Regions from separate parts of the Gossypium hirsutum genome. Here regions 1, 3 and 4 are each linked to region 2. Evidence: chromatin contacts called from public Hi-C data. All regions are on one chromosome and are shown on one strand. Each heading gives the region's core, a stretch centred on a gene start, on an enhancer-like site or on the middle of the called end of the contact. The rest is flanking DNA. Distances are from core to core; before and after follow the strand shown.

Evidence for each region. Hi-C and Micro-C count contacts between places; a contact is called where the count stands out from the background.
Region 1: a contact with region 2 is called in a Hi-C map of leaf, with 2.6 times the contacts expected there. The contact joins the promoter of LOC107914905 here to the promoter of LOC107914900 in region 2. A contact is called at or near these places in 16 of 34 Hi-C or Micro-C datasets (anther, hypocotyl, leaf and 2 more).
Region 3: a contact with region 2 is called in a Hi-C map of leaf, with 1.7 times the contacts expected there. The contact joins the enhancer-like site here to the promoter of LOC107914900 in region 2. A contact is called at or near these places in 13 of 34 Hi-C or Micro-C datasets (callus, hypocotyl, leaf and 1 more).
Region 4: a contact with region 2 is called in a Hi-C map of leaf, with 2.4 times the contacts expected there. The contact joins the enhancer-like site here to the promoter of LOC107914900 in region 2. A contact is called at or near these places in 2 of 34 Hi-C or Micro-C datasets (leaf and seedling).

What each region holds. Positions count from the first base shown.
Region 1 is chrD10:42,242,700-42,247,537 of Gossypium_hirsutum_v2.1, forward strand. LOC107914905 (transcription factor bHLH104) reads right to left here and starts at 1,280. Exons shown (of 5, transcript XM_016843953.2): 1 at 1,005-1,280; 2 at 823-888; 3 at 445-522. The coding sequence starts at 1,090.
Region 2 is chrD10:42,063,800-42,069,327 of Gossypium_hirsutum_v2.1, forward strand. It overlaps LOC107914900, which reads right to left and starts at 4,048. Exons shown (of 5, transcript XM_016843951.2): 1 at 3,655-4,048; 2 at 2,637-2,751; 3 at 2,451-2,540; 4 at 2,259-2,357; 5 at 1,865-2,170. The coding sequence starts at 3,722. The coding sequence ends at 2,069.
Region 3 is chrD10:41,863,031-41,867,883 of Gossypium_hirsutum_v2.1, forward strand. LOC107893210 (a long non-coding RNA gene) reads left to right here. Exons shown (of 6, transcript XR_005919349.1): 6 at 1-157. Among protein-coding and RNA genes, the nearest start is that of LOC107893210, 5.6 kb to the left of the region's middle. Within about 2 kb of position 2,696, at least 6 of the 9 cell types and tissues checked have an H3K27ac peak or open chromatin away from gene starts, as enhancers often do. A contact at or near this core is called in leaf, where this site is marked.
Region 4 is chrD10:42,261,224-42,266,399 of Gossypium_hirsutum_v2.1, forward strand. No RefSeq gene overlaps it. Among protein-coding and RNA genes, the nearest start is that of LOC107915190, 18 kb to the right of the region's middle. Within about 2 kb of position 3,343, at least 3 of the 9 cell types and tissues checked have an H3K27ac peak or open chromatin away from gene starts, as enhancers often do. A contact at or near this core is called in leaf, where this site is marked.

The DNA of each region.
Region 1 (4,838 bases), core at 30-2,529, 180 kb after region 2:
ATTAACCAAAAACAATATCTTTGCTTCAAAAATTAGAAAGAAAGTATAAAAGGTTGGAACAATTTCATGAAGAAACTAATGGAAGAAGATGGTGAAAGTACCATAAAAGCCCCTGTAGTAGGAATCAGATTGCATTTTGCCCCCTCTACTCAAAAAATAAGCAAACTAGTCATTATACGTTAGATTAGAGAGCAAACCCGTCCTATTAAAAATTTCATCCATTTCTATAGTTAAAAATTGATCTCTTTATGTTAGCATGACGTAAACATGGCATGTCACTGTCTGGTTATTCCATTAAGGAAAAATAGTTTTTACAATACAAATAAATAGATTTTTTAATATTAAGGACTAATTTACTATTTGATCTAATGTACAGAGACTAATTTGCTCATTTTTTTAGTATAGGGGCCTTTATGGTACTTTTACCCAAAAAAAAATACATACCTTTCATTCAATTTCTCCCGTCTTAATTTCTCACGGCAAGCTTTAGTCCCTGGCCTGCTGCATGATCCACTGCGTCCCCTATAAATGCCATCAATTTCTAATATCAGTCTTTCAAATTAAGATTTTAAGAATAAATCATACAAAACTAATATGAAAACTTCAAAAAAAAACAACACGAATTTTTTATTGCAATTGATGTCAAATTCAATAACAAGTAAACATGAAGCAAAAAAAAAAAGTTTGTTTTTTGTTTTTTGTTCTAAGAACTAAGCGTCATGGGTCCGAACAAAAAACCTACTTTATATTATATTCGACAATTAAATACCCATAAACCGCTAAGAAATTAGAGAAACATTGAAATATGGATTGAGACAATACCTCTTGCGCGAGCAATCTCTATCGACGAATTCCTTTTCTTCATGAACAACAATTTCCCTACCGCTACTGGAACAATAATTGTAATCCAAATTCAAATCTCAAGGGGAAAAAATACTGAATTATAACAAGTTACTGAGAAAAACAAAACCTAGATTAAATCGAAATTCTTTAGGGAAAAAAACCTGTAATTGGGCAAAAGTATATCTGGAGATGTATTTTCATCGATGAAACTATAATCCAGAAAATCCCAAACTTCTATTAAATCCATTTTGCACCACTACGACTCTTAAATCTTTAAATTCTTTTTTTTTCTGGGAAATTCGTCGTGATATAATAAGGTAAAAATATATTTGTAGGAAATTTTGGGAATTGAAAATCTTCTTTTTGTTTTTTTGGTTGAATATGGAAACATATATCCAATGACATAAAAACACGTGGAGAAGGGTGAGTTAGTGAAATGACCGGGCTGCGCGCCGCCGCTTCGTTATTGATATTCTAAAGTGGCTATCACTTATTCCCTCCACTTCAATTTCGGCGGTTCATATAGTTTTGGGATTTCATAGTTTGTTTTTTTATACATTATATTATAACTTTTCAATCTAAGTTTATTTATATTATATACTAACTTAATTATGAAATAAATAAAAATGAAGTTGTTTAAGCATTTGGTACCATTTTTTATATAAAGTGGAAAATAATGGGTAATTTTGATAAAAATATCGTCTTTAAAAAATAATTAGAGTTTTAGGTCGATTTTTTTAATATTTAAAGGAATAAGTCAATTTTAGAGAGAGAAACTAAAAAACACGTCCGGTAGGAATTAGGGTGCGCTTTCAGCCCCCTAGCTAACACCTTAGTAGAAAACATTTCCTAAAAGTTGTGTTTTCTATTTTTTTTTGTATTGGGTGTCTGTGTTTGTAGAGAATGATTTTAGGAGAAAGATTTATTTTTGTTTGTGTTTAAGGTAGACATTTTGATAATTTTAAAGTATCTTTGAGTTCTCGGTAATGCGATGTGCTCGGAGACCCATATATTTGATCTATCATGTGGGGATGGAACCATTACCTTAGAATCTCATCGCATTGCAACTCAAACTCCCAGTTCACGGTGGTTATATACTCACATGTTGAAATATAATTAGGGCTCCTAGTTGATGGTGGTTATACGATCACAGGTTGAAGTATAACTCCGCCCCCAGTTGACAGTGATTATGTGGTTCTGGGTTCAAGTTTCATGATACTGGAAGAGGATGCTTTATAAACCCCATACATAAGTTTGAGATCATAATCATAGGAAAAAACAAAAGGGCTTTCCAGTATAATGAACTTATTCTTTTTCTCCACCTCCACCAAAGTAGTATCCTTAATGTAATAGACCGTTTTTCAGTAGTGTCGAAAATAATGATTTTGGGACCACAATTACGACGAGTGAGTCTATAGATATATTTAATTAATATTTATGATTTAAATATATTATAATAGTGAATTGTGATTTAATAGATTTTATTAATTGTTCAGTTAGTTAAAGTATAAGTGGTATGTACCGAAAGTTAGTGATTTTGAAAAATGAGGTATTAGGACCTCGTTTTCACAAGCTAAGGTCGTAAATATTTTTATTAAATATGTTACGGAGTTATTGTATTAGTGGATTGAAGCTTGGTTTGGTAATTTTAATGATTTGATAGTTAATTAAAGAAAAATGACTAAATCATAAAAACTATAAAAATTAATCATTATTAATTTTTATTATTTAAGTGACTTAAATAGTAAATGTTAATTTTTTTAAATAAATATATCGTAGTGCTAAGGTTTATACTGTTAGTGCTTAATTCCTAAACAAATAAATGTTAATTTTTTAAGTTAAAAACTAGGTAAATAATATTAAAATAAAAGGTCATCTTCAACCCCATTTCTTTATTTTCACCGTTTGAGCTTTGTAAAAGGGGGGAAAACAACCATGCTTTCCGTTGAAGCTTGTGTTTCTTGCATTTAAGCCATTTCTAACCCATTTTTTTTTATGATTTTTATATTTTTGATATCGTTGCAATTGGTTCAGCTAACCTGTATTTTTATTTTTAAAACTGTTAGGGTACATTTGGTTCACTGTAATAGGATAAAGCTATAATTAAATAGAACTGTAATGGAATAAAGCTGTAATCAGTAATTCAATTGTTTGGTTGAATGTAATGGAATAGAACTGTAATAGTATTCTTGTGTTTGGTTGAATGGAATGATGTTGTAATAGCATAAGGAAAAAAACTAAAATGATTAGAATACCCTTAGCAGAATTTTTTTAGGTAGATGATTATGGTTATTGTTATTAAATTTTAATAAGATTATTATTAAAAATAATTTAATAAAAATAATAAATAATGTAACCATATTTTAACATAATTATTATTAAATATAATTTAATAAAATAATATATAATTTAATAAAATTCTTAAAAAATTATTATATGAATTAAAAAATCATAATATATAATACTATAAAAATAATATATAATCTACTTTATTATTTTTAAATTGCAATACATATTTAATATGCTAAAATATCATTAGTGAAACAAATAATTTAATTATTCTACAATAAAAAACAAAAATATTAGAAGTAATAAATAACTTGAGAATTATATTTCACATCCAAACATAATATTCATATATTAACAAAAAGTTACATGATTTCATTAGTTTATATGTCATAATCCATATGTTATAAAATTTTACAACATCAAAAAGTTATAACATTGTAATGACATTCTATCATATCATTATACCATCCAAATATTACAAACATAAAAAGTTAACAAAATATCATCAACACAACGATGATTATCATACACAGAGGGAATACTATGTCTCACAACCCCATCAGTTGCCAAATCGGCCTCCCTCTTCTCCATGGCATTCTTTGTCTACTGCTGCCGTTACATTGTGCAGACCATTCATTTGCTCTTTTTTCATATTGGCAAACAACGAATCCAGTGTATGAGGCCTTCGCTTTGTAACTAGATTCCCTTATTGTTGCTGTTGCGACTGGTGCTGCCATATTTTCATGCTTTGCAACGAATCCAGTGTATGGGTTTCATTTTGTTTTTCTAGTTTGCCAACTCTTAGCTACTTTTTCCTATTTCGATCCTATCAGATTTGAAGCACTATGCGACAACTAGCAGATAACCAAACGATTAAATATAAAGCCACATTCACAAAAAAAAAAGAAAAACTAGCTCACTGAAAAATTAAGCACTTTCAGTTAATCAAATTCCAGCTGATGTGGGATCCTATAATGTAATAATCTTCAACCATCTGCTTTGAGGCCAAGGGAGTATACAACAGTAAGATTTTGCAATTTTCTCTCATGGTCTGCACATATGTTCTATGCTTTTAATCAGATTTCCTTCTAAAAGTGACACACAATCCAAACCAGGAACATAGTCTAATTTGAAGTAGACGTCTATTAGATTGTTGTACCAACGGCGATTTAGCACCAAAACTTAATATCATAGTCAAATATGGTTTAATGACAAATATATAATTGTAAAATCATCACATCAATGTCTCCTCTCACATCCTCTTCAACTGTCATTACAATTTCTTCAAACAAGATGTTCCAGAACCAAACATCCATTACTCATCATCATTGGTTTTTCAACAACAAAAAAGCATAAACAGATCAATAAAAGTAAATGCATTGAATTTCTCCAGTAAATTGCATCTTAATCTTTCAAAAGTACTTGATGGTTGCATCTTAATCTTACAGTTGATCGCAGGGTTGTCATTTTTTCATGCTTTCCATCTTCGTCCTCACCAAAATCGACAATATCAAGAGCTACGCTATTCTTTTTCAGCTTCTTCCCAATCATCTCCAATGCCCTTTTTTCATGCTTAATAGGACTGAGCACAAAGCATACGGAAAAAGAAAAGAAAAAAGTTATTTTTGATTTGAAGTAAATGAGCAAATCAACGGCCAATATAACATACCTTCCAGCAAAAACTATAATCCTTTGCTGCTGATTTT
Region 2 (5,528 bases), core at 2,798-5,297:
AGTACTCTTAGGATGGTACAGTTCTTCGAAGGAAAGAGAATGTGGTTGTAGGTAACCAATTAGAGCTAAGGAAGACCATCTTTCAGCTCTTTCATGGAGAGGCAATTGGAGGGCATTCTGGAGTACATGTTACAAGGCAGAGGATAACAGGTTTTCTCTACTGGAAAGGACTTTCAAAAGACATCAAAACATTGGTGCGTGAATGTTCTACTTGCCAAAAATGCAAAAGTGACAATGCTGCCTACCTTGGTCTGTTACAACCATTGCCTATTCCTGATTAGGCATGGGCTGCTATTAGCCTAGATGTCATTGAAGGGTTGCTAGTATATAAGGGGAAGACAACCATATTGGTGATTATAGACAGGCTGACCAAATATGGTCATTTCATTGCCCTGGTACACCCTTACACTGCTACCACAATGGCTCGGGTTTATTTGGATCAGATCTATAAACTACATGGAGCTCCTGAATCTATTGTTTCAGATCAAGACAGGGTTTTTCTCAACCATTTTTGGCAACAACTCTTCAAGCACCTTGGTACCAAACTCCATGTATCAACTGCATACCATCCACAAACAAACGAGCAAATAGAGATTCTGAGCAAGTGTATGGAAGGTTACCTCAGATGTATGATAGGGGAGATGCCTTCTAAATGGTCTACTTGGTTGCCACTCGAAGAATCGTGATACAACACCACATTCCATTCAACAATTTAGACAACTCCATATGAAGCTTTGTATGGCCAGGTACCTCCTATTCATCTGCCTTACTTGGCTGGATTATCACCATTAGAGAAGGTTGACAGAAGCCTTCAGCATCAAGAAAACCTTAGAAAGTTGTTTAAGTTCCATTTAACAAAGGCACAAGAATGAAACAATTAGCAAACAAAAAGGTCAGAACGACAATTTGAAGTGAGGGACTTGGTGTATTTAAGGCTTCAACCTAGACAGCATTCCTTGAGGAAAATGAGGAACCAAAAACTCTCACAGAAGTATTTTGGCCCTTATCCTGTGGAGGCCAAGATAGGAGAGGTAACTTACAAATTAACACTACCTATGGGAGCTCAAATTCACCAAACCTTCCATGTCTCAGAACTCAAGAAACACATTGGTTCACCAAGTTGTACACCTGACTTACCTTTACCTCCTGTGTCCTGAAAGAACCAGTCAAAATCATTGACAGAAGAATGACTAAAAAAGGTAACCAAGCTGTCATTGAGATACTTGTTGAATGGGCTAATACATTTCCAGAAGATACTACTTGGGAAATTTGGAGCACTCTTCAACAACAATATCCAACCTTTGATCCTTGAGGACAAGGACCAGTTTTACGAGGGGAGTACTTGTTATGGAAGAGATCAAGAGACTAGCAAGCTGTTGCAAATGTTTTCCTTTTTCTGTTATTTTGTTAGTTTAAAGGTCTTGTAAAAAGCTGCATTTCCTTAATTGTTTTAATTGTAATCACACGAGGTCGTTTAGGGAGGAGGGTAAAAACTTTATAAAACGCCGTGTTTAGGTGTTTGTCTTTTAATTGAAACGAGTCATTTTGGGAACACCTGGGGTTGTTGCCAAGTTGTTTCTGAAACAATTACACACACTAAAAGAAGAGTTTATGAAATCAAAAATCCATTTTTCTCTTACCTCTTTTTCTTTGAATTCTTTCAACCTATCTTCCGTTTCTCTCGGATTCTCTTCTTCGGTTGTATCGCTAGCACCCAAACTCTGGTCTGGTTGATGGGTTAGTAATGGCCAAAGCACAAAAAAAGCCCCCATGTGGCACCTATTATCTAACAAAATGTCCATTCTCATAACACCACCAAGCACCATGATTTCATAACTAAACATTCCATGAAAACGGTCAAAACTAAATTAAAATAAAACATTAAAATTAAAATCAAAATGATAAAATTCTCTCAAACTCAATTAAATCAACATCTACTTAGTAGTTAACAGTATCAAAATGAAAGTAGTATGCCCTTTTTCCCCCCTAACATTGAAGAACAAAGCCTTGATACAAGGAAAACGTAGAGATTGAACAATAGACCCTTGGTTTACCAGATGTTCCTCCTTCAAACTGTTTTGGTTTTAGGAGCCTTTTTCTTGAGTTGTCTCCTGGGGATTGAGTTCTTCATGCCGATGAAGAAGAGTAATGCTCCCAGCAATGCCAAGTTCTAACAAGTACAGGAAATTTAGTTAAGAAACAGAAACACCAATCAACACTTATTCCTTAATGAAAAATGAATACTATCAACAACTAACCTGTGAGAACTTTGAAAAAAGTAGGCCAAATTCTTTCTTTTCCGTGTCATAGTTGTAGAAGTCGTACAATATAGGAGTAATAATGACCTGTTGCAGAGCCTACAAGAAAGGAATATTGCAACATTTATAAGTTGACTTAGTTCATAATCAAAACTACTAATGCACAACAACACATAAGAACATAAAACGAACCAGAAGATAAGCACCGATAGTGCTTCCAAAGATAAAAAGGATACCCCCAACACCCTTGAAGGCTACAGCAGCAGCAACTAGAACCTTAATCTGTAAATAACAACTCGAAGAGTTGAGACATTAGAAAAACCTGATATATTAACAGAGAAAAATAGGCTTTATCTCAGTGGCAACATATATTCTTACATTAAATTCTGGCACTTCCACCCCTGTATGAGCTGTCACAGTCTTTGAGAAGACATTGAATTTTGGTTTGAGTGCCTTAGCTGCAGGCCCTCCATCAACACCAAATTCATTGAACCTATACACATGAGCACATAACATAGGATTAGAGACAAGCATGACAAAACCTATGGTAGTCCTGATTTACAAAATACAATAAATATAAGCTCAATGTAGTAAACAGCTCACTTGTGATTAAAAAGAAAAAAAAGAAAAACCTAGTTCTACAGCTCTTTAATACGTATGTTTTAGCTAATGTAAAATATATATATATATATATATACATATAGATAGATAGATAAATATTTCCTTCAGCACAATGACAATGCTAAAAATTTACACCATAGCCTCCGCAAGCCCCTACGCAAATGAGTAGAACTAAGGATTTTCATTCTATAAAAGATTGGCAATTCCACTTCAAAACCCCACATGCGACTGTGAATAATTTTCATGCATAATTAGTTAAACAGATACCATTTATACAACATACTAACTGCCAACCAACAACAACCATTACAAAATTTATGATATTCATGAGATCTAGAACTTAAATAAAAGGTTTATTATATCATAAACACTTAAATCATATATATATAGCAGCTCCAAGAATTAAACATCTAAGCAATTCTAGCAAGCCAGATTAGCAATACATATTTAAAATTTTACTCTTAACACCACCTTAATTTGCACTGGATCTTCAAATAAAGCTAGCAACATTATTAAAAACAAGATCTGTTTAAATAAAACGCCACAGTTAATCATCCTTTTATTTAATGAGAGAGAACGAGCGATAAATCATCATTAATAAAGTTCAAATAAACTTTTAGACATTCATAAGAGCTCTCGAGTTCCAAAATCCGCGTTCAGATCCAGGCTATGCCTAATATTGTTACTTCTTTTTTCAACAGAACAAAACAGGTTCTATTATTTTAAAAAATAACAAAAAAGAAAGGATAAAGTGCAGATCTGAAGAAAGGCTTACTCTTGCCAAGCAGAGAGGATGAACATTGAAGCGAAAAGAACCCTCCCGACGAATGAAACTAACGCCATTTTTTTGGATTAAACACTTCAAAAAATTCCAAGAAAAATAACAATGAAAAAAAAAAGGAAATTACTGTTTGAAAACGAGACAAAAATGAAGCGAAACGAATCTACGAAACCAAAAACCCCAATAGCCGGAGGTTTTTTTATAAAGAGAGAGAGAGAGAGAGAGAGAGAGAGAGAGAGAGAGAGAGAGAGAGATCAGTGTAAAAACGATGTTGGAGCGCAAGTAGGAGACTGTCTTTATACTCGCGGAATTAGGAATGGAACACGTCCGTTTGACCAATCAAATTCGTTGGTTTTAGTCTCCGAAGGCGCGTGACGTGACGTGGACGAGAGTAGGAAGCGAGTTGAATCTTATTTTTTAGTTTATGTACGGAAATATCCCTGTGGTTTGGTGTAATTTACGATCGTTGCCATCCTGAGACGTGTTTTTAAGTTTTAAAATCCTTCAATTTTGCCGCCGGTCCTGTTTTGGGGTCCATTTTGTGAAATTTGAATGTGAATTGAGTGAATGTGGTTTTGGGAAAAGCTGAAAGGAAATTCTCGGTGTTAAAAAAAGGTCTAATTAGGTGAGATTTATCTATAATTAATGTTTTAATCTTAGATTTGAAGTTGTCATTTGGAGGAATATGTGTTAAAGAAAGAAAAGGTTTCCTTTTTCTAAGACCTCGGCTTTCTAATCAATATTTGCATTCTATTAAATTTATATTCAAATTAAGCTCAACTTTTAAATGAGGCCAAAACTGTTTAATGAAGAGTAAATTTCATACCATTTAATTTAACAAGTTTGATAAAAGTTAATCAATCATAAAATTATATATGAATATGTGAGTGTCTTGTATTAATGTTTTTGAAGAAAAATGTGTATAAATAATATAATATTCTATGTAAATATATGTATAGTATGCTTCAATACCTTTTCTTATAAGAGTTATATTTAATTATTCGTATTTAAATATTATTTATTTGAAATTTTGTTGAATATTAATACAATTGAAACTAATATTATTGTAAATTTATTAAGGTTGCACATAATATCTTTCTCAAATAAATTTAATTAAATAAGAACATGGCTTATTTAAAAAAAAAAAAGAAGAAGTTAGGAATATTCATTAGAAAACTGTTGAGGATAGGATTCAACAAGGGAGGGTTAAGACGGTTTTCGACAATTCACCTAGTTTAGGGCAAGGCAGAGAGTCGTTGTGGATGTTAGAGAAGGATGTAAGGTTGGAAGGAGAGAGAGTGAGAGAGAGAAATTCGGTCCCTAGATTTGGGAGTCGTTGTTGGCTTATATAACAGGTTGTGATCCTGAGGTGCCACATGTCCCGATGTTATTGGTGATTGGGGAGATAATGTCAACTAGTCTGCCATGGTAGGCCTGGGCCTATGGCTGCTAGAGTTGCGATGAGACAAGCTCTCAATCATGTAAGGCGGAATTAGTGTTTGGCGACTAGTGTCATAAATGGAAGTTCAGTGAGGCCTTCACCTGATTTATGTACAGGTGTGCCTAGATCGAGGAGTTCTTAAAAAGCTCTTATATCATTTCCAAGCGAGGTGTTGGGAAAGGAGTTCGCACATTTGATGCTCTAAGAGGTGGTATGTCAGGGATTTTCCCAAGGTATGGTACTTACTCTAATGAGTGGGCCTAGTTTCTGAAGAGTGGCGCTTTAGGGTATTCTACGGGGTGTTTGCATTGATCCTCAATGGGTTATGCTCGAGAGGTTGGGGGTATAAAAATTTTTATCTAGTCCAGAGAGAGGTTATAAAGTAACTTGCCTCTAAACGTTGCCATGTGTTGACTAAGTTCAAAAT
Region 3 (4,853 bases), core at 1,446-3,945, 200 kb before region 2:
AGGTCTTAGTTTCCGAATTGACTTCCTTGAGCTAGTTTGATAAGCATGGAAGTCGTATTGTTTCTTGATGATTAATGTGTTGTTTTTTAAGGATAATTGAATTTCTCAAACACTAGTAAACTGTTTTAATCGAGAATTATTGTTTTTTTTGTTTTAATTATTATTTTTCATTTATTATTCAAGTTTTAATTTAATTGTTATGGATTGATGTAATAGATTTGTTTTTCAATTTATTAAATAATGCATGTTTTAAATGCTTTAATTCATGTAAAGTTTGGATATTGACTAATTTTAATTTACTAAATTATATCATAACCTGCTTTCCTTTTTCGTTTTAAAAGAAGCACAATTTATTAAGTTGAACTTATGGAATTTAATAAAATAAGTTTGTTTTATTTTATTATTAAAACATGTTATTTTTATAAGATTTAAGCTTAAATTTAATCAAAATGATATAGAAGGATGGTATAAGATTGGTATAAAATTAATATTCCAAAAGGAATATAGGAGATAAAATGTCAAGTTAGTTGAAATATAAAATTAAAATAATTTTACTCGGATGTAAATGAAAAACTCTCATTACATAAATATATATATTGATGTATTTTATGGTTAAACAAAAACAGTCCCTTGAATAGTCAAATAATTAATTCGTTTTGTATCATGTATTTTCAAATAATGTGGGAGGAATTTGTATATATGCTTGAGATAGCTAATACCATATCTTAAGCTTATAATTAGTCTTCTAGAAATGGAAGTTGAAGTCGCGAAATAACATTTAGCTTCAAATCCTTTTTTCTTTTTTCGCTTTTGAAAGTTCTACCATTATAAATAGAGTAGATTTTATAAGTATAATATAAAAGTTCTATCAAATATTAAGAATTTTATTAAATTATATATTTTTATTAAATTATATTTAATAATAATTATTTTAAATTATATTTTATAGTATTATATATTATGATTTTAGTAAATTCATATAAGAATAATTATATTAAGAATTTTATTAAATTATATATTTTTATTAAATTATATTTAATAATAATTATTTTTAAATTATATTTTATAGTATTATATATATTATGATTTTAGTAAATTCATATAAGAATATTTAATATTAAGAATTTTATTAAATTATATATTTTTATTAAATTATATTTAATAATAATTATTTTAAATTATATTTTATAGTATTATATATTATGATTTTAGTAAATTCATGTAAGAATATTTAATATTAAGAATTTTATTAAATTATATATTTTTATTAAATTATATTTAATAATAATTATGTTAAAATATGAATAAATTATTTATTATTTATATTAATAATCTTATTAAAATTTAATAATAATAATAATAATCTACCTAAAAAAAATTCTGCTAAGGGTATTCCAGTCATTTTAGTTTTTTTTTCCCTTATGCTATTACAACATCATTCTATTCAACCAAATACAGGAATACTATTACAGTTTTATTCTATTCCATTCAACTAAACAATTGAATTACTATTACGCCTCTATTCTATTACAGCTCTATTCCATTACAGCGAACCAAACGTGCCCTTAGATTGTTTTGTAAATTATTAACAGTAGGACCTCCCTGTAATAGTTTATAGGCACTTCGAACAGTGAACTCTCCCGAAGATTCACCACTCCAAACCTGAACATCCTCATGAGCTTCTCTTGCCAAAGGAATTTGTAAAATTTTATTCGCAAGGTCCACCGGTAAGATAGTAAGAATGAGGTCAGTTTTCCATTCTCTAGTATTCGCATAAATCAAATTTGAAACAAGCTGTACCTCATCATTATTAAAACTAACATTTAATCGGCCCCCAATAGATCTTGGTAACCATATGTCTTCCCTGATGGATACTTTTTGGTCTGACCCAATCTTCCAGCTCAATCCCTTTTGAAGAAGATCCCTCGCAGCCTATATGCTTTTTTAGGTATAAGAAGGTAGACTCCCTAACCTTGTGTTTAAAAAGTCTGTGGATGAATAATACTTACCTTTCAAAATACGCGTTAATAGAGAATTTGAGTAATTAATTAAACGCCATCCCTGTTTCGCTAAAGGGCAACATTAAATTTTGCAAAACTATGAAAACCCATTCCACAGTTTTCTTTGAGCTCGCATAACTACTCCCACCCGCACCAATGAATACCTCTTTTACCATATCCCTTTTGCCACCAAAATCTAGCCACAATGTTCTCCAATTCATAACACAACATTTTTGGGAGCAGAAAACAAGTAATTGCATAAGTGGGAATAACTTGTAAAACAACATTAATAAAAACCTCCTTTCCACCTTGAGATAAGTAACGCACACTCCAGCCTTCAATTCTTTTTTTGAAATTATCCTTAATATTCTAGAAGGAAATCTTTTTGCTTTTGCGCACCATATTAGGTAATCTAAGATATCTTTTAGGATTATTTGAACATCTTACCCTTAGAATATTAGAAACAATAAGTCTATTATCCTCAGAGGTGTTTGTGCTATAAAAGATTGTTGATTCCTCATAATTGACGTATTGGCCAGAGCACCTCTCATATTCCCTTAATACTGACTTTAACGTATGAGCCTCTTGAGCATTTGAAAAAAAACTGGGAAATTTGTGGTCCACTTCTGCTTGCCTTATCTCCTTTTATCAATCCATCTCTCACAACCAACCTCATAAGGGCAGATAGCCCCTCACTACAAATAAAGAAAAGTAACGGACTTAAGGGGTCCTCTTGTCTGATACCCTTAGTGGGCATAAAAAGCCTCCCACTTTTCCCATTAATGACAGCAGAATACAAAACAGAAGAGACACACTTGATAATAGTTGTTATCCATGCCATATTAAAACCCATACAGATTATTATCTCTCGGAGAAATTGCCATTCAACTCTATCGTACGCCTTACTCATATCAAGTTTAACTGCCATAAAACCTTTCTTCCTTATTCGTTTTTGTTGGTAAGTATGCAAAATTTCTTATGTTAACAGCACATTATCGAAATCAACCTACCTGAAACAAAGGCACTCTATGCGCTATCATTACACCCATGAAGAACTATTTTAAATTGATTAACAATCATCTTGGTAATCACTTTATATAGAACATTGCATAAACTAATAGGTCTAAAATTCCTTAAATTTGTGGGATGGGAGATTTTTGGAATTAGTACTATATTAGTCACGTTTAGGGAATCAAAATCCATACCTTTGTTGAGAATATTCAGACAGAAAGTCATGACGTCTTTACCAATTACTGACCAGTACTTTTTGAAAGAACAAAGCTGGAAAACCATCTTCCCCTGATGCTTACCGGGCCCCATGTCTTTTAAAGTCGACCATACCTCCTCCTCTGAATAAGTCGACGTTAACATCAAATTGTCTTAATTAGAAATACATCTTTCAATGCTAGATAGTATATGAGCTGAATCTTCTACGCCAAGAAAAGAGCTTTTGAAAATAGTTTTGAGCAAGGTCCTTCATATCACTCTCACTATTCATAACCCTTCCATCCTCATTTTGCAATCGTTGAATGGAATTTCCACTTTTACGTTGAGATGCATGCTTATGGAAAAACTAGTGTTTCTATCACCCAATTTTAACCAATTTACACGTGCTCTTTGTTCCTAATACATCTCATTTTTCTCCATATCAAAATTCAACAATATTTTAGCATCAATGAGCTCCGCCAAATTTTAAGTCTTTTAATTTATTTGTCAAAAATTTTCTTAATGCCTTCCTTATGATGTCTGACCTGTATAGCTCATTCTATCAAACCTTTCTTTAGAGTTTCCAATTTGTTCAACAAATCACCCGACATTGATCTCCAAATATTCTCCACTTCAGACATAAAAGATTCCTCTAACAACCACCATGCCTCAAATCAAAATATACACCTTTTACTCCTATAAATAGGCTCAACTGTATGAATAAGAAGTGGAAAATGATCAGAAAATGAATGAGGGAGATGTTGTACTAGCGCATAGGGAAACATAGAAAACCATTTATCATTTGCTACTCCTCTATCAAGCCTTTCTCTAATATTTGTTTCTGGTAAATTCCCTCTCTCCCATGTAAACCATGTTCTAGAAAACCTACATCCATCAATTGAAAATCCTTCAAGACCCCTCTAAAAGCTTCCATCTTCTCTTATCTCTAGGCAACCCCTCATTTTTTCGGTAGCATACATAATCTCATTGAAATCGCCACATACTAACCATAGAGATTCTTGACGCCCTAAATTTCTCAGCATCCTCCATGAATCCTCTCTGTTGTGTGCATATACCGAACCATAGAAACCAGTTAACCTCCACTAACCCCCTATCTTATCTTCAATAACGTCAACGTCAATATGACTATTAGAAAAAATTCTATGGTTGATTTTGACATCATTCTTCCAAGCAAAATAAAGGTCGCTGCTTGAACCAACGGCTTGGACGTCAATGCCATTAAAAAATCCATAACTCCTCACACGTTCCATCTGAATTGAACATAGTTTAGTCTCCATAAAAAAGACTACTTGGGGATTATGCAACTCCAACATATACCGAAGTCTTCTTATAGCCCGTGGACTCCCCAATCCACGGACATTCCAACATATGATTTTATTACGATCGGTCGACTTGCCCTTTGGCAATCGCCGATATAAAAAGGCTACTTCCCACTACATTCTTGTTTTTGCTTACTAGAGTCTTCAACTCATCAACTGCTTTGGATCTGTCTTCCTCCCTTCTAGGTCTCTTTTTCCCATCACCCTCTACCATCACACTGTCCTCTAAATCATGATCCATTTCTAATTGCCCGTTTTCCTTTGATGATCCCCCACTTCAAATCCCCTTCCAAATTAACTCCTAATA
Region 4 (5,176 bases), core at 2,093-4,592, 200 kb after region 2:
TAATAAGTAGCACACACTCTAGGCAGTGTGGACTTATTTGGAAAAATATTACAACTTTGAAGTACTTGATGAAGAATTTTTGTACAAGAGTGGCCAAGCCTTTTGTGCCACAACTCTAACTCAAAACAGGAACCATCACGTGTATGAACCTCAATAGTATGTGCACATTGAAAACCAACACCAGAACCAGCAGAATCACCTTGTTGTGGTGATATATTAAACCGGTACAACCTTTTATGGATGTGACACCAGCAAAATCGTCCCTATCTTGATGTCCTTCACAAAACAATGATAGAGATGAAATTCGAAAAACACCTGATTATCCCTTGCAAACTGTGCTATAGAAATCAAATTTTTTGCAGACATTTGGAACATGTAAAACATGTTTAAGGTGTAAGAGCCTACAACTAGTAACGATCGAGGAGGTCCCTACATGAGTGATAGGAACAGGAGCACCATTGCTCATAAGAAATTGACTCATACCTGTATATTCAGTAGGATGACTGAGTGTCGAAACATCATTGATAATGTGATTTGTGGCACCTAAATCTGGGTACCAAATTTGACCAGCATCATTTGTGGAAGTTACTAAAAAATGACACCGAGGTTTACCACTACGGTCTTGAGAAACGGGAGTTCGATTGAAAGATTGATGCATTGCACAATTTGATGCAAATTTTTCTACCTGTCATGAATCAAAAAGCTCATGATGATTCACTGACATGGATTAACCTTTATCAGAAACACCTGCAAAACTTTCATCAAATCTATAATAACATTTCTGGACAACATGGCCAACTTTACCACATAGTTGACATTGGGGGCGAGTGTGAGAAAATCGACCCCTATGACTCCTACCACGATGGAAGCCTCTTTGTCATTGAAAACCACCACCACGATATTATTGCTTATGACCTTGATAATCAGAATTCTTTGATAAGTTGCATCTTCACAGGATTGTTTACTAGCTAAATTAGCTTGGACAGGAATATTAGCCAAGAACTCAACTTGTCTTGCTTCACAATCTAGCAGCATTTCAGTTAACAGATCAAGAGAAAGATAAGTGGTTGAAGCTACCACTCATACCGATTCAGATTCAACTGATAACCTTGCAAGAATGATGGTAACCTGTTCTTGTTCTGATATTATGCTTCCTGCAGCAACTAATGTATCACTCATTGACTTAATCTTTGCCAAATAATCTTTGATGGACAAGTGACCCTTCTTTTGAGGATATAGCGCATGTTGTAGACTCGATATCTTGACAGTAGACTTGGTGGCAAACTTTCTTTCAGTTGTAGTCCACACATCAAAACTAGTACGAGCACTAGTAAGATAAATAAAGATTTCATCAGACACAGTCGATAATAGCCAAGAAGCCAGCAACTTGTCTTGTTGAACATGCAACACGTAATCAGAGTTCTTAACTAACTGCCCATATTTATCAAAAACCAACTGAGCAAGAACATTAACAGTTCCTAAAACAAAATCTTGCACACCATATCCTTCAAGAATCAACATGATTTGGTTCTTCCATAGAAGAAAATTGCTTTTACACAGTTTAACAGTATCGTGTTTAGGAAACTATTGAACCTTCTTCCCAACAACAAAAGTTACTGAACTTGGATTTGAACAAAGAAAGTTGACTTGCTCTCCAACACCATTAAAGGAATTATGGTGACTGTTTGCAATCACTTATGGTGCCATAACACTCGAATACAATGCAGGAATAAAGGAAAAAAAAAAACCTTAGCTCGAAACCATGTAGAGAAACGCAACAAAAAGATAAACTAAAAAGATGAATTTCATTCTTAAAGAAAGATTACAATACATCCTAGAGATTGAATGCACTGTATTTATACAATACTTCTTGCTGAACTGCTTCAAACAACCTGTTAACAGAAATAACTACTTTAACTACTAACAGCTTAACAACCTATCAGTTAACTGTTGACTTATTCTTTAACAACACATAACCCTCTTTTTATTTTATTTTATAATATTGGCTCATCATTCTTGCTTTATTAATAATGGCACTACTCATTCAAATATCTTTCTATACTTTATGAATTAACTATTTTCCAAAATACATTGTATTCACCATCATCGTTTTCTATTATCTAAGGGTCAGTTCTTTATTGCTTAAAAAAAGAACTTCTGACTCCAAAAGCACTTTTGGAAGAAAAGCTGTGCAGAACAAGCTGCTTTTGGCTGAAATTTTTAACTTTTCAAAAGTGCTTTTCAAAAGCACTTCTGAAAAGGAGAAGCTAAAAATTTTAGCTTTTCCTCTCCCAAAAGCACTTTTGGTGCTTAATTATTTTTTCATCCCTCCAATAACATAGTACTTTCCTGTTTTTTTCTTGGTGCTTAATTACAAATGTATTAAAATCATTAATTAAAAATAAAAAAAATATTTTTTAAAATACTAATTACAAATATTTAATGGTTATATTTAAATATGTAAAATATAGTTTATATATTCTAATTAAATTTTATAAATAATTAATATTTATTGCTTAAAAATATTTAAAATTTATATTTCATATATTAAAATATTAACAACAAGTTATAATAAATTTTTTATATTCTTACTAAAATATAATAATATTAACTAATTTAAATATGATTTAAATGCATATTTATTATTTGATAATAACATATCTAAAATGGACATTTTCTTTCCCAAAAGTACTTTTTGACAGCAATGCTAAACACTTAAATTTTAAACCAAACTTTTTAAAAGCACTTATCAAAAATACTTATCAAAAATACTTTTTCACAACACTTTTCTACAGTACTTTTCAAAAGTATTGCTAAACTAGCACTAAATAACTGCAGGGTTCAATTATGACTAAAACTCTTCTTTTCTTCTTGCCAAATAAAATTATCGTTCCTTCTTCTTTTAACAATTAAATCGTGAATTATTATTTATTAAAAAATTAAATTGTGATTTATTTTTTATTAACTAGCATTTGCTTTTGTCGACTCGACCAATAACTTTTTGGTCTTAAGCTTTCAACCACCAAGATTTAATCATAAAATCCAGATGAGAAATATTGTGGATAAACAACCAAAATTAGTAACAAATTCTCTCTTTTAAACATTTTTATTTTATTTTCCCGAAACATAAAACCTATGATCATAAAAAAAATGTAGCTTTCATAATTTCTAAGATTCCGTCATTACGTCGATTTGCTCCCTTGTCAGCCATCGGGATTGGTTTTGGGCATCGGTCTTGACATGGTCTCTTCGGAGACGTTCATGCTGACATGAAGTGATGGGTACATGCACCTCGCCTCCAACTTGTGGCCTCCATGATCTCTCGTCAGTCGACGCTTGTCCCTCCGGCCACGTTGGCTTCTAGCTTGTAGTTAGGGTTTTCCTTTTGTAGTTTTGTTAGGGTTTGGGCTCTAGGCCCTTATTTTTATCTTTTTCAGGTTTTTATGGGCTTTTTATGTTGGCATAAGGGTAAAAAAAATTCTAATTAAAATTTAAAAAAATCAATTTAACCTTTTAAAAAATGCGACTTTAATAATAATAATAATAATAATAATAATAAATTGGACATGATTGAGAATAGTTACCAAGAAATAACACGTGGAAGAATGCTGATTTCGTGAAAAAAAAAATTAAAGTCTTGGTATTGTTGCATAGAAACTAGCAGTTTCTGATTATCTTGCTTGACCTTTATTATTTTGGGAGCAGCCAGTATATTATTTTTCCTCAAATATACTTGGTTAGAGCATTAATTTAATTAAAGCCACTAAACCTGTTTAAATTGTCAAATAATAATTCCACCCTGGACTGCTATAATAGCTTTAGTCTTATTCCCAAAAAGAAAAACAAAGAACTTTAGTCTTTAAATATAAAGCTATTGTTGAAAAAGTAAATCAATAAATTTAGTCTCTCAACAGTTGAAAATCGCGTTTTTGGTAACATCATGTCTTCAGTCTCGTTCACATTCACCAAATATATTATAAAATATATATTTAGTATCTGTAATTTGTTGAAATTTGATATTTAGGATTGAAAATAACTTTTTGCAAATGGATTCTAGAAAACTAATTAATTTTCTAAGAATGTTGACTTTTTATGTGGGGATGATTTTTCATAAAATATTTTTTTTATAATCTTTTTAAAATTATTTTTAAAATTTGTTTTCAGTAAAACAAACACAATATAAATTATATTTGTTACAAAATATTTTAAAAATATTTTATTTTTACAGTTAAAATTATTTTATAATAAGATAATATTTTTACAATAAATAATATTTTATATAGACTTATTAATAGATAATATTTAATTAAAATTTAATTTAAAGTTATATATTATATATGGGCCCCGTGGTATATTATAGCTAGTAGAGATAAATGAAAATAATCAGTATTTAAGTAAATATTGATATTTATATTATTAAAATATGAATGTAAATTTATTCAATAAAATAATATTAAGATTATTACTTCAATTTTTAATTTATTACTAATTTTAAAATTTATTATTAAAATGAAATTGTAATGTTAAATTATTTTATTAAAATAATAAATTATATTAATAGTTTGTTATATAGTTAATATAAATATGCATGTTTAATAATATTGAAAATTATAACATTTGAGATTAAAATTTAAATATTTTAAAAATTAAAAGTAGAATCTATTATTAATATAATAATATTTTAACTTTATTTAAATTATTATTATTATTATATAAAAACAAGTTACAAATAAAATAATATTTTCCAAAAAGTGACAGACTTTAGAAAATGTCATTTAAAAAGAATTATTTCCCCTTAATTAAAACAGGAATATATATATATATATATAAAAACAATTTCTACAAAACAAACCCAACATGCCATTTTTTTAAAAATATATATAACCCAAGTCAATGTTTACCTGGATCCCTTCATGATTACATAGATTTAAATAAACTATTTTTTAAAAGAAAATATTTCGAAACCCTTAATTTTAAAGGGAATTCCATTTTAAAGTCTTCTCATTGAAAACCTTTTCTATCATGAAAGCTCGAAAAACCCATTTCAAGAAAAACCAAATAAATTAGGGACTCCGAAACCCTTTACACGTTGAGCCCTAAAGGAAAAAATGGTCCAAAGCATATTATATTTGTCGAGATGATTAAATTATTAATAAATTTAAATTTTAGTAATTTA